Regions from separate parts of the Capsicum annuum genome. Here region 2 is linked to region 1. Evidence: chromatin contacts called from public Hi-C data. All regions are on one chromosome and are shown on one strand. Each heading gives the region's core, a stretch centred on a gene start, on an enhancer-like site or on the middle of the called end of the contact. The rest is flanking DNA. Distances are from core to core; before and after follow the strand shown.

Region 1 (7,806 bases), core at 3,194-5,693:
CATGGATCACATGGTTTTCTAACTTTGCTTGGGTTCACTTTACTTTATCCTTAACAAATGAAACAACAAAAACTATAACAAAAGCCTAAAATGACATAAGTAGGACCCATTTGGATATAGCTTATAGTACTTTAATTTCATTTTTTACAATAGAAATACTTCCACAAGTAAAAAAATCCAAAGAACACCCCACCAATATCATAGCCACTTGGTTAGTCAAAAATACCATCAAAAGGGGCAAAGACATAATCCCCTACATCAAACTTTACTCATTATGCAAGTTTCTACCACCCCATTGTACTAAAAAAAATATACCATCAAAGTCTATGTCTACTATTTTTTTCTGCAGCAATACTTAGCAACCTTGAAACACCTTGAGTCCATAGATCATACTCCCTCTGATCTCTGCATTCGAACTCAACGACCCCTCGTAGAACAGTCTTCAACGCGAAGTACCGGAAGTTGTCACTGCCCGGAAGCAAGTGGCGCCCCGGCCAGGCCGGAATATCCTTCATGACTTCAAGCACCACATCTACAAAAAAAAAACAAGTTGGAAAAAGAAAGGCTAAAGAACACTACTCTACTAATAAAGATGACAACTTTATCTTTTTTATCAGATCAAAGTTGTGAAATTCTTGCTTTCTCAAATCCCCAAAAATACAAAAGAAAGACCAACAATCCAATTGTGTTCACATCATTATTGAGAGGAAGAGAGACAAAAAGCTAAGCAAAAACTTACTCTTTTTCTTTTTTGTGATGGTCCCAGCAACATGCCTACTCTTCATTTTCAGCATCACCTGCAACAAAAGAAACCTCCAAGTTAAAAATCTGCAGTAAGAAAGTAGATTCTTTTGTTTCGATTATACACTAACTTTAACTTTTCATCATCAATTTCACCAAGAAGTTTCTACTATGATCATAGAATCATAGTCCCAAAGAATACTATTTGAACTTAAGACTATTGATTATGCAATTATTGAAAAAGTAAGCCTACCTGACCAGTCCTATTAATATACACAGACACTATCTTCCAGTGAAGGTCACCTGCATTAAGTATTAGACAAAGAACTATTAAAAACGTGAAAAAGAAAAAAAAAATATCTTCAAGAAAACCATAATATAGTACTGTGAATAATTCATGGCTTACAGATTATAATTTTGAATAATCAGGATCTTAATTATGTACCTTTGCGAGTACGCTTTAGGAGCTCACCACCTCTTGCAAGCAATTCTCTACTGCAAATTCCAAGAAAATTCTCTTCGGGAATTAGCTCACCGCTAGAACTACCATTGCTACCACCACCATTGCCACTTCCCATCCCTTTATCAACAGGAATTACAGCTGCTATGTTCCATACTTCCTTCAATGTTCTAGCCTTTAATGTAGCCGCACCACGGAGAGCTACAAAACAATACCGCATAAATTAAAGAATATACATATATAACTCAAATCAAATCCATCACCTACCAGACTTAAATACCATACTAACAGCAGAATATTATTAAGTTCCCTATACCATACCAAATTAGAGGCAACTTTTGACATAATTGAGCAATTCAGAAGTGTACCAGTAGCTGCAGCTGCAGTTAATGTCATAATATCCCCTGCTGATCGGACATTCACAGCAGAACTAACAACCGATGCAAGGTGCTCGCGTTCAGCTCCCATAGCCTCAGCAGCTTCAACACACTGTGCTGCTACCAAGGTTGCAGCAGAAGCCACAGCCATATCAGTTTTTGCCATCTGCTCGTCCTTTCCGCTACCAGATGAGGCTGCAGTGGCTGCAGCAATAGCAGCAACTGCAGCAGCAACTCCTGCAACCGACACAGCAGCATGAAGCTGTGCATTATGTGCCCTCATCTCCTCTTTCTTCTTCTCCCTCCTATCCTTCAACCACCTACCCACCGTTTTCCCGCCTCCACCACCCCCACCAGTAACAGCCGAGCTAGTAGCAGCAGCACTGCTCCTGTACTGATTATTAACTGGTACGTTGTTCAGACGACTGTACTGAAGATGACAAAACTATATGTCAGCATCCATTGAAACAGTAAAATCAGTTATACAAAGTCTCCAAAACAAATCAAAATGGTGTCACCACACTATTTCAGCAAAAGATAGAGCCAATATAAATTACCTACGTTCTTGAAAGGTACCTAAAAGCAAAAATTAATGAACCAAACCACCTTGTGACAGCATTAAATCTCAAAATTGATTAATACCCCCACAAGAAAATTGGACCATTTTTTTCTTGGCTATCAAATAAGTGCCTCTACACCACCACCAACACCCCCCACCACCACCATAACCCCCAACAAGAATCAAAATTCTGATTTTACCCAATATTGACATCCAAAGCAAAGGACAAATTGGTAATTTACACACTCAGTACTAACACACAAAACTAAAGGGGTATCAATATCTTTTTTCTGTACTATACAGAAGAGATCACAGTGAATACACTATCCCGCTTTGCCCACTACTTATCATCTTAAAGCCAATCATGTACAGAGAATTTTTCATCCCAGTTAAAAATTTTACCTCTCCCAACATACCAACTAAACAACTACTGTCATAAAAAGCCAAAAAAGTTAAATTTCCCACAATTCTTGAATTTAAAAACCAAAGAAGAAAAGTGAAATCTTACTAAACAAGTGATTCAAGACTTTTGATTTGTACACACAGCAAAGAAAAGCATCATTTCGGTACTACCTTAGGCATGAGCTGCAAGTGGGGGTTGGTGAGGGAGGGTGGGGGGTATTGGATAAAGAGAAAGCTGATATATTGTCTCTCATAAGACTGAGCTTCACTCAGCTATATCAGAACTTGTGCTTTGTATCAGGCAAAAAAGAAAGGAAAAAAAACTCAACACCCAAAAAAAATTAAAAAAAAGAACCATTTGGGCCATATGTTAAGTACAACATGTTACAAACAACATTAGTAGAAAGAGAGAAGACATAGAACAAAAACCTTAGAATCATCCATTTCAGAAGGAGAAACTGGAGGACTGTCTGTAAGAGAGCCACCATTTAAAGGTCCACTACTGTGTGATAGGCGCCCAGATGTGCGTGGTGAAACATCCTGCTGTACACCACACAATACACAAAATCAATCAATAAAATAATAAACAACAACATGGCCGGTAGAGTGTACGTAGACCTTTATCTTTATCCACCTCTAGCTCAAAAAAAAAAAAAAGGTTGTTTTGGATATACCAATAAAGTAATAGATACTAAAAAAATAAAGAAAAGGGAGATCATTGAAGAATTTTTGTATAGCAGCCCAGAAAGAGGAGAAAAGAAATAACTATAGTACACTTGTTTTAGGTAGTGGATTTTGATTAATTAAATAATGAAAGAAAAACCCAGAGAGAGTAAAAACAGTAGTAGCTCTGCAAAAGCATATAAAAATTGAATACACACTTGTTTTTGATGTTTTCAAGAAATCATAAAGCAACAGTTGTGTCACCATAAATGTCCCCTTAACTCAGCTCCTATCAGAAAACTCTTTGGTTTTCCCATAAATCCAAAAAAAAAAAAGTAAAAAGATAAAAAAAAACACTTAAATATTCCAATTTAACTGAAGTTTCATATCTAAACTAGTATGAAATTTATGAGTTTCTTACTTAGAACTATTCAATAAATATTTAGCGTTACACACCTAGTAATCATTTGTGTGAGTTTTATACCAAAATTTTCAGATAGAAAAAAGTGAACTAATGATTTAGTTTTGTTTTGATAAATACAGTGATAACTCAGTTACGAAACTCAAAAAATTAAAATACTTTTAGGTGTATTTTCGATCCTCCACTCAAAATAAAGAAAACCCACCGTAAAACTCCAAAAATAAAAATTGGGTTTAACTTAAAAAACAGATATAAACAAACAAAAAGGGCATAAGTTGACTAATTATTGTCAAAACAAGGATACTTACAGAAACAGACATAATGCGTTCCATAATAAGTTGAGAAGTTTCTGAAGAAGCAAATGAAAAAGGGTTTCCAGAAACAATGGCAGCAGAAGATTCATCTAACTCAACACCAACAACATCTTCTTCTTCCTCTTCGTGTATAGTGCCACTACCATTACAACTACCACTACCACTAGGAGCACCGGTAATAAAAACAGATTTCGGTAAAACAACTTGTGAAGGAGTTAAAGCTTTAGACACTTCAAAAGCAGATAAACTCCAAGAACGTGAAAGAAATTCCATGGGTTCTTTTGGTGTTTCTGGTGGTCTTGGCCTGTACATTGGCTGTACTTGCTCCATTTTTAACAGTGAAAATGGAAAGGAAGTGGGGAGAGGGAGTAGTTGGTGTTGTTTGTGTTGGGAGTGGGAGAGTTTTTGATGCTTTATAGATCAAAGGAATGAGAAAGTGAAGGTGGAACAGTGACACTATGTGTGTGTGAGAGAGAGACAAAAAGTGTAGATGAATTGTCAGTGATATATTTTACTCCATTTTAGGATTTGGGTATATATATTAATTGAGATTATTGTAATCTTGAGATTTATACTCTACTTAGATCCGTTTGATCATATAATATTTTTTTGAGAGTTGAAGTTGGTTTGTTAAAATTAAAATTAGTGTTGTATTTAGTCATAGAGTATATGTTAGAGTAGTTGTTTTTGAAATTTTATTAGAAAAATAAAAGTAAAAACAAACTTGTTTTCACTAAAATAATTTTTACTAAAATAAAATAATGATCAAACACTACTGTTTTTATTTTTTTCATTAAAAAAAAATTCATGGCCAATCACCTACTTATTACTCCCTCCGGAATAAGTGAATTATTGGGATATTTATTGGTGTTTCAAAATAAGTGAATCATTAAATCTTTTTCCAAATTTGTCCTTACGTTTTAACAACCAATAAACTTTTGAAATGAATTACAAGGTCAGTTTTTCCTTTTTTTGGGGTAAAAATAAAAAGTTGTGTTAATTTATTTCTTTAAAATTTTTTCCTTAATATGTATGTCAAAATTTAACAATTCATTTATTATGAAACGAAGAGAATATTTGATTACTTATTTAGTGTTTTGCCTAATTTATACTAAAATGAGATTGATAAAATAAGAATTTAATATATGTGACAATACTTGTTCAGAAAGTCAATGGTTAACTTACTCATTTATATCTATTATAATCTTGCTGTTAAATATTATTTATTATTTAATATATTTTTAAAAATATTAAATTTATTATTTTTAAAAGATGGTATAATAAAATTATACTTATTATATAGTATTGTTGGACTGAGGAAGTACGTAATATATGTATTGTATGAAGCTAGACAAATTTGAATGATTTTTTTTTCCAATTTGAAGCTTTGATGTGATGAAAATGAAAAGGGCTTTAGAAAAGGTTAATATAGCTAAATTTTATGTAAATGTCACTAATTTGTACACAATTAGAAAATTATCTCACAGTTGAACTTTGGACTAATTATATCAATCCTGCTATTCTAGCTTAGGGACCACTTTTTGTGAATCTTTATAGAGGAAACCAGATCCTAGTGAGCTTACCACCAGTCTGAGTCTCTCAACCTACCCCTCTCTATCAGGAAATATTAGAAAGAGACAAGACTCTGAAATCATTGAGGGAGAGCAATCGAAAAATGGAGAGCATACTTGCTCAAATAAGAATTCCCAAAACAGATATGCTCACCCTGGTAAATCTGCAAGCCTAGAGTTTACAAATCTTATCCACGATATGGTTATTGTCCTCTTATGTCAGGAGCTGACAAAGTTAGCTATCATGCTAAATCTTGTAAGCCTTACTCTATGGGAACACTTCATAGCTAAGCTAACCCCACTCTCCAAAAAGAGGAAGAATCGAGAAATAACAGGCTCATCCAATCTAATAAAGAAAAACAAGGCTGTGATGAGAAACACTCCCCATCCCCAACCAAATGATGCAGAATTGTATAGTATGAAATATTGGGGCAGGGAGAAGCAAACACTGCCGAATTTAGGAAATATTGTAAGTCTTTGATTAGTATTCATCAACCTACATCTTGGCCCTGTTAGAAACCAGAATATCAGACCCATCATAGTCTCATGGAGAAGCTGGGTTTTTTTTGCCACCCTCAGTCTAGTGTTATAAGTAATTCTAGTGGTATAATTCTTATGTGGAAAGATGACTCCCTCTCCATCAATGAGACTTCCATTACTCTTCAGGACACCCATGTGACTGTCAAGGTTAGCACCCTCCCTTTGTTTGGATTTTTAGTATTGTTTACGTAAGTACTGATTTTAACATGAGAAGGCTCATTTAGAACCAGCTTAAGTCCTTTTCTGATACTTTTGTTTCTTTGGGTTGTACTAGCTGGCTTACGAGAGGGAATTTTAATGAGCTCCTTGGAGATACTGAGAAATTTGGGGGCAACTGGCTGAATCTCTCTAGAATTTCTCTTTTCTAGGATTGTATAGATCATTATAGTCTCATGGATTTAGGGTATAAGGGTAGTAAATACACTTGGTATAACACGAGGTATAGAAATAGGCATAGCCTGATCCTTGAGAGATTGGATAGGTTTCTTGCTAAAGGTCACTGGATCCATACTTTCCTTGAGGCTTCAGTTTTTTATCTTTCTAGGACTCATTCTGATGATTCTCCCTTGCTCCTTCATTTTACCAAACTCCACCAAAGCCCCAGTAAACCCTTCAGAGTCGAGTCTATGTGGTGTAATCATGGTAATTTCAGGAATCTGGTCAATCGATCTTTCCATGAGGATATTGATCTTAATAGGCATTAACCTTAGCAATAACTTTGGGAAATACCTGGGTTTTTCTACATTTCAGTACACCCCTAAGGTTAGTGACTTTCAGTTCATCTTAGCTAATATAAATAGTAAATTAGCTAGTTGGAAGACTAAGTTTCTAAACATGGCTGGCATATCTAGCCTGTCTAAGGCCTCCTTGAGTAGCATGCTCATTCATGTGATGCAATACACCCTCCTTCCTAGTAGAAATCATAAACTGATTGATAAGACCCAAAGGAACTTTCTTTAGGCCACTGATTTTAGAAGGAAAATACATATGGTAAATTGGGATACCATTACTAAGTCCAAGAAAGAAGGGAGTTAGGTATGCCAAAAGTTAGAGTTAAGAATGACACTATCCTTTGTAGCCTGGCTTGAATAATGCATACTAATCCCTCTTCCCCTCTGAGCCAGAGTCCTTACTAGTAAATACAACAACAACACTGGCAACCTAAGCCCCCCATCCTCTAAAACCTGAAGGAAGATCCACAGAAGCTGGACTATCTGTAAGGATGTTATTCGATGGATAGTTCATAATGGCAATAAAGTAGATGCTTGGAGGAACAGATGGGTTCCTAAATCTCCCCTCCTAGCCAAATAATTCAAGGCCCTCTTCCTAATCCCTGCCCTTTCTTCAGGCCATCCTATATAAGGCATAATAGAGTATGGAAACTAGACTTTCTTCCTTTTGAAATTCCCCTAGAGATCAAGCATACCATCCTACATACCCTTTTTCCTAATTCCAGAATCAAAGTTGATTCTTCTTTTTGGATTTTAAATGGCAAATGCTCTTTCTCCTGCAAATTGCCTCCTCCTTTAGCTGCAAGGTGACTTTTAATTTTGATTCCCAACTACTTCTTGAAATTGGATCTGGAAAACCTATATTCCTAATAAGCTTAAATTCTTTCTGTAGTTAATGCTTCATAATAGCCCACCTACTAAAGATATCTAGCTCATAGAAGCATTGACATCAACCCATCTCTTATGAAGTGTAACTATTTTTCTGAAGACAACCCTCATATATTCTTTAGCTGCAGCTATGCTACAT
Region 2 (7,806 bases), core at 1,783-4,282, 430 kb before region 1:
CTTTAAATAAAAAAAGGTGACAATTATAAAAAAAAAAATGCTAAAAGAAAGTGTGACACTTGAAAATACAAGAGTATAAAAATGAATGGTGACGTGAGGAGACGAAGCCATTTAAATTCTGTAGGTTCGAGATTTTAATCTTTTATAATTATTGAATTATAGGTTGATAATTTATATAATTTCAATAAAATTATTAATATAAATAAAATATATAAATCAAAATTACTGAATTCAATCGAATTATGACCCTGGTGATAGTGTGAAAATGAAAGTGGGGGAAGCTACTTAATTAAATGTCCTTATGGAGTACTTGGCTAAAGATTATGCATGAAAAGGTATTTATGTGTATGAATCAAAAACTTAAAAAGTCAAATAGTGCCCACCATATGGTAACAAATATTTCAGCTACCTCTACCTAATCTATGAATTGCTAACACATTGCTACCTTTCATTAATGACTATTATGGGGAAAAAGATATTGTAAAAATCTTCAATGTACTTTGAGCTAGCAATGTTATGGAATCATGCATTGAATACGTTCACTTTTATTTGTTTACTATTTCATAAAATAGCTAATTTTTTATTTATATGATAATAAATAGATATAAGTCAGCAAATCCCATATTAGAGGTAAAACACTTTCTAACAAAGACGATTTCGTACTCAAAAAGATTTAAACCTAAAATTTCTAACTAAAAATGAAAAAGTACTTATCAGTCTGCCACAACTCTTATTGATACACATGATAATACTTCACCAATCACAAAAAAAATATACACACGGTGGAGTAATTTTTCGAAATAAAGTGGAATAAAGTGAAAAACACTAGTTTTTTTTTTTTTTTGGTTTCCCAAGATATCCCCACAGCAGCAATCGTGAGACTAATCCTCCGTTCCTACTGTCAGCGCATTAAACGATAGAAAATTCGCCATAGTGTTTTTTTCAATAACCAAAGTTTCTAGTTGCCAAAGGGCTACTAATTCTTATCACACACTTAAAAAAGTCAATATACATTTATTTGCTTCGGTAGAGCTTAACGAATTGGTCGGTATACGCATGTGATAGGCATAAAATTTGTTCAAATTTAATATTCTTCCAATATACTTTATCCGTTTTAAAATAATTGATCTTTTTTTACTTGACACTCTCCTTAAGAAAATATTTATTAGGAATTTATTTTACCGAATTAACCTTATTAATTATTCTTTGAAAATATAAATTCAAATAATCACACTTTATTTAATCATCTAATATTGAGAGTAGTATTGAACGAACAAAATAAAATTATCTTAATTTCATTAAAAAAACAACTAAATTAAAATAAATATTTTTAGAAAGAGGCCAATTAAGATAAAACAGAGCGAGTACACAAGAATCACATCCAAATTAAAATCTTGCAAGTACTATGGATGCCTGCAAGAATTTATAATTACATAAGTTAAAAGGTACATTGAATTCTCCGAAATTCTTCCTATAAAAAACAGTTAAGTGAACAACGTATCACAATTCACAAGTACAAAGACCAGAAATTACAAAAACAGTCCCTTATGTTCGAAGCTAGATCTAAAATAATCGCTCGTTTAATTGGGAAACAAGTTATCTTAGGATGATTTATAAAATTACAATCCTGGACAACTAATGTCCAGATAAGTTATCTCGTGATTTTATTTCAAGCAAACATGGGATAAATTCATTTTTAAATTAATCTCAAAATTAATTATTCCTTTTAATATTTTATGTCCAAGTTAAACTATTCACAAACAAAATAAATCGAAGAGTAATTTTCACTTAAAATTTTTAAAACAAAAAGAAGAGGCGTCCTAATTAGTAGCAGCATAACCTTAGGCGGTATCGTTTGATTGATGAGATAAAGAATAACAATCTTAAAATATAAATATAAAATTATTTTATCCCTCCTTTGATTATGTGATAATTGATTTCGAACATTATTTTATACTAAAATTAGCTATTTATAAATATGTAATTTTACCTATTTCATCCCATCCCGATAATCAAACGATAGAAAGGAATACCAAGTCAAAAGGCGAGTCAGGTATCGAAGTACGGAAGTTATAACCTTTAAAATAAATTAGGAGAAATCCAAGACAACCATAGCCCCAACTGCCAACTAACCCAGTTTTCTCAATAATAGTCAAAAACTTGATTGGAGAATGAAAAAATAAGTCAAAAGCTTAATTCATAGCACGTGTTAAGAGTCTCACATCGAAAAAGTATCGTGTAATTGGTTTCTTTATATAGACTCGATCAATTCTCTTCTCGTGAGATAACTTTTGGAATATGAGTTAGGTTCAATCCTCTCCTCGTGAGATAACTTTTGGAATGTGAGTTAGGTTCAATCCTCTCCTCATGAGATAATTTTTGGAATGTGAGTTAGGTTCAAAACCTAATTTTACATGGTATGAGAGTTGAGCCCATTCCAGTTCTTCATTCACCGATGTTAAATTCTCATTTTATATTGTTCACGATTCAGTTAACGAAGCATGAATGTCTAGGAGAGTATTAAAAAACCTAAATCGAAAAAAAAACTAGGTAATTGCTCTTGAATTTAGACAATCTTTCCTGCATTAACTTACTTTTGGAGTCGAGTGTGAGTTAGATTCAAGACCTAATTTTATTGAATAGGCGGAGCCATCATCCGGTTCACACATATTTTACTAAAAAAATTAGTATATCATATATAAAAAATATATAATATTATATTATATTTATATACTCACTCTGTTTCAAAATAAATGAATTGTTGAATTTTAGCACAAGATTAAGAAAAAAGCATCAAAAACATAAATTTAACATAAATTTTTATTTTTACCCTTGAAATCTCTTTTACTAAAAAAAAAATAAAATTTGTAGTGTCTTTTGCTTGTCAAATCATAAGGGTAATTTTGAATTTTTTTTTAATAATTTATTTATTTTAAAATATCAATAAATACCTTAATAATTTATTTATTCTAAAACGGAGGAAGTATTATTTCGCTAAATATTATGAATGACATACTATTAAATTTTGGGGGATTTTCTCCGCCAAATTTAAGGCTCCGCGTATCAGTTATATCTCTCATAAGTCATAGCCTTCCACCCATGACCATGTTATTTATTAGTTTTCTAACTTCCTACGTCTTCAGAAACTTCCATTTGACAAAAGATAAAAAAAAAAAACTTCCATATACACCCATTTAATACCCCCTAAAAACTCACAGAAAAATTCATCAAAATTCTTATTGTTTATTCACTTCTAGCTGATTATTCTTGATCAGCTATGGCTTCAATTCATATCATGTCAATTCTATCCATTATTGTTCTTCTTCTTCCAATATGGTCCACTGCAGACATTGCTATGCCTCCTTTCCTCTCCCCTATCTTTGGTAATTCCTTATTTTTTTCCTATCTAATTTTGACCCCTAACTCAGTATTTTTGGTGAATTCTTTTTATTTTATCAACTGGGATGTTCTTAATTTTCCTTTTTGTTTGATTCATTGATTTTGCTATTGTTGTTGTTACTGTTTTCTTATTAGTTGCTATGTTGTTTTCACTGTCGCTTTTCCTTTTCATATCTACTTTGATATATTGTACTCGAATTGAGGTCCTCCGGAAATAAACTCTCTATCTCAGTAGGGATAAGGTCCACGTACACTCGAAACCGAGTAGTAGTTGCTATCTTTTTTCATGTCGTTTTTTCTTTTCATATCTACTTTGATTTATTGTACTCAAACCGAGGATCACAACTTTTCTACCTCTACGAGGTAGGGGTAAGGTCCACGTATTCTACTCTCATTTCACAGGTGTTGTTGTTTGTAGTAGTAGTAGTTGCTATATTTTTTCATGTCGTTTTTTCTTTTCATATCTACTTTGATTTGTTGTACTCGAACCAACCGAGGATCACAACCTCTCTACCCCTACGAGGTAGGGGTAAGGTCCACGTACTCTACTCTCATTTCACGGGTAGTAGTAGTAGTAGTTGCTATATTTTTTCATGTCGTTTTTTCTTTTCATATCTACTTTGATTTATTGTACTCGAACCGAGGATCACAACTTTTCTACCTCTACGAGGTAGGGGTAAGGTCCACGTACTCTACTCTCATTTCATGGGTGTTGTTGTTAGTATTAGTAGTAGTTGCTATATTTTTTCGTGTCGTTTTTCCTTTTCATGTCTACTTTGATTTGTTATACTCAAGCCGAGGATCACAACCTCTCTACCTCCACGAGGTAGGGGTAACGTCTGCGTATATTTCACTTGTGGCATTTCATTATTGTTATTGTTGTTGTTTGATTCATTGATTTGGGTTTCACTAAAGATTCGATCTTGATGTTTATTTACTGATTCTTTTATATTTTTTTTAAACAGAGAATGCGTGTAAAGCAGTGAATTGTGGAAAAGGAAGTTGCAAGGCTTCTTCAAATTCTACTTTTGGTTTTGCTTGTGAATGTGATGCTGGCTGGAGACAAACTCGTTCAGAAAATGATCATTTTTTCAAGTTTCTTCCTTGTGTAATTCCCAATTGTAAGTCCTCATCCCTATACCGACCTCAAGTTAATATATAATAATAATTGGAGTCATTGAGTTTCGTATTGGGCAAAATTGGTGTCATAGTTGAAATTTCAAGAGTCGATCAAGTTTTTGTTATATTTTATTTCAGAAAACTTATAGCTTATGTGTTCTAATTCATTTCAGAGTTTCAAAATTTCAAATGTGCTACATAAATTGCGACAGAGGGAATAGTTGATTTCTCTATATATTTATATGATGTAATCACTTGTTATAAGTGCGGATTAGTTACCAAAAGTAAGGTAAACGAGCTGGTATAACATGCTGGAATATACACTGGAAGTGTAAAATATATGGGTAAAGTTCTTAGTATAATCAACTCTGGTGTTTCCTCTATTGGATCTTTGTTCTTTTATAGCCTCTTCAAATGAGTAGACGAATTTTCGTCTGCTTTTTTGGTTCTATTTTATTTGTGAATGTTCTTATCATCATTTTAAAACCTATTTGCACATAGTAAGACTCTGATTTGCTATGTTTGAAGAGTGATTTGAAAAGAAGATGTTCAATATGTGAATTTTACCTGGATTGATCAAAACTTTTCGTGGCAGAATTCTGTTCAAAACTTACAGTTATTAATATTATCCGTCACGAGCAAAAGATCAAATTAAGATATAAAACTAATGGATGTTTTAGATATGTTGGATGAAGTTCTTGTTTTCATTTCATTCATTTGTTTCTTTCTTCTCATGTTATTGCTGAAGTATTTGATTTTCAAGGGCAGAGATGCACTTTTGTGATAGTGAAAGTTCGTACATGTTGTGTCAAAAGCGACACAACAAACAATAACGACATGCCTAGTATAAATCCCACAAATGGGGTCTAGGGAGGGTAGTGTGTGTGCAAACCTTAGCCCTATCTTGTGGGGTCAAAAGCGACACATATAACATAATAATCTATTAAATGGAAATCTTATTTTTTTCAACTTCTTTGACTTCTGATGGATTTTGTTGGCATAAATTTGATTAGCCTAACAAAATTGATTGATTCAGAAAACTATAACACGATACTTTTCAACTCCACATAGCTAGCAAGTAATGGTTATAAAATAAAAGTATCATTTTCATTTGGACTTGTTCAAATTAAATTTTTTAGCTTGATTGAAATGGTTGCCCAAATAAACGGTCATGGTCTTTTTTGTTTTCATTCATTATAGTTTGTGGTCGTTATCTTGATGATGATGTTTTCTCTCTGCAGGTTCTGTAAATTTCTCCTGTGGAGAGGGGGCTCCTCCTGCCCCAGCGCCAGATAAACGCTCTAATTCATCTATCTTTGAACGTAATCACAATTCGCTATTCCTAAAGCTATGCTATACTTTCCGTAATCAGGAACAGTTATTGAAGATTTTGCTAGTAATTTGTTTCTTTTTGTTGTGATCTTCTAGCTTGTTATTGGGCTGACTGTGGAGGAGGCTCGTGCAATAAGACCTCTGCCGTGACATATTCTTGTGATTGCAAAGAGGGTTATTACAATCTACTCAATCAAACTGTTTTCCCTTGCTTCAAAGAATGTAAGAGCCATGCTTTACGAAACCACTTCTAATACTCCCTATATTTCGATTTTGTTTGTCTGGTTTTGACTTGGCACGCTGTTTAAGAAGGTAAAGAAGTTTTTTGTATCTTGTGGTCTTAAACATGTCATGTGGATATAGAAGTGCAGTCAGATAGTTACGAACAAGTACTAATTAGTTTTCCTTTAGAGAAAAACTTGACTTGTGTCCACTGTCTGGTAAATGTAATAGGTGCTCTCGGAATGGATTGTGCTCAGCTCGGTTTTGATATGATGAACAACAGGTCATCATCTCCGTCTCCTAGTTTGCCTGATAACAGCAAAAGTATAGGTAAGTATAATTCTGTGAACAACCATTTACGTACTCTTTCTTTCATACTTAAAGTTCCTGGCCGTGCTTACGTATAGTATTTTATGTCATATGCAAGACTTAAAGTTAACTAATCGACCCCAAATTTTGTACTAATTCTGTTTCTATTTCGTGTTAAACAGCTATTTCATTCTTTGGTGGTGGCTATAGCTGGTTGATCATAACAGCTGCATCTATTGCTACGTTTTTTTGATATATGTCACTCCTGCATTTTTGAATAAGCAAAGTTGTTTTGCAGCTCGTTTTTTTAGTTCAATTCGAGTGATTTAGAAAATTTTGCTTTGTTATATAGGCCATAGGCAGATTTATATTCCACTTTTTCTTATGCCATTGAGTTTTTTGTATTCCGTGTATATAACATTCTGGGGTTGTGATTTTTTTTTTTATTGAAATTGTGAGACATTACTTAATTTGATTAGCAGATTGAACCATCTGTACTTCTTATGCTATTGTAGTACTCAACATTATTTATGTTTTGTCTAAGGAAAATAGTGGCACGGTAAGGCTGCATTTAGAACCTTGTGGTCCGGCATTTCCCAAACCCGTGTATAGCGGGAGCTTTAATGCACCGGATTGCCTTTTCTTTCATGATTTTTTTTTTTTTGCAAGAAAAGAATATGAGAAATTGTTTGCCTATAGTTTATACTGTAAAAAATATGTGACAATGGGCTCATAGAAGAGCCCAAAAATTGATATAAAGTTGTAAACAAGAGCTCAAAGAAATTAGAAAAAATCATTTTATTTCCCCATCATATCTAAATTCTAATAACTTCGTGATGACTCAAAACTATTTTGGATTGCTCTTTTCTTCCATATTATTTCTCCCTTCTATCCATACCAGTTGTCGTATTTATTAAAAATAGTGGGTTCAACTGCAATCGTCATTTTAAAAAAATTAAAATATAATTAATTACTATTTGTTGTCACTCATATCCTTAATAAAAGTGCAGAAAGATTAGTACGGTAAAAAAGAGAACTATATTAAATTAAATCAGAGTAGATAAAAATAATTTACTCACTTCAAACATGCCTCTGAAGTGACTAATTGTGTACTCCAATAGCTAGTCACTACTAAAAATAGTTGATACAAATGCAATCGTCATTTTTTTTTAAAAATAAAATACAATTAATTATTTATTTTACCTCATATTTTTTATAAGTGTGGTGTTCAAATCAGTTTGCGTTCACCTCAGCTAATTTCACGGATATCTCCCACCAACAACAGCTTATAGGAATCAGGTATCAATTAGAACCAAATTGGGCTGAGACCTAGGAAATAATTAGAACTTCTAGAAGGTTCAACAATAAAATCGTACATGATTTTATATGGAATATTTGACTTAGGCCCAAACGTACGTGACATCT

Evidence for each region. A called contact is a pair of places that touch in the nucleus more often than the background predicts.
Region 2: a Hi-C map of leaf shows a contact between it and region 1, with 2.0 times the contacts expected there. The contact joins the promoter of LOC107864176 here to the promoter of LOC107852196 in region 1. A contact is called at or near these places in 4 of 5 Hi-C or Micro-C datasets (bud, leaf and placenta).

Annotation. Positions count from the first base shown.
Region 1 is chr3:20,808,224-20,816,029 of UCD10Xv1.1, reverse strand. It overlaps LOC107852196 (VAN3-binding protein), which reads right to left and starts at 4,443. Exons shown (of 7, transcript XM_016697253.2): 1 at 3,932-4,443; 2 at 2,969-3,079; 3 at 1,570-2,008; 4 at 1,187-1,402; 5 at 995-1,044; 6 at 740-797; 7 at 92-532. The coding sequence starts at 4,267. The coding sequence ends at 318.
Region 2 is chr3:21,241,768-21,249,573 of UCD10Xv1.1, reverse strand. It overlaps LOC107864176, which reads left to right and starts at 3,032. Exons shown (of 6, transcript XM_016710464.2): 1 at 3,032-3,383; 2 at 4,365-4,520; 3 at 5,760-5,840; 4 at 5,947-6,072; 5 at 6,304-6,402; 6 at 6,564-6,885. The coding sequence starts at 3,278. The coding sequence ends at 6,634.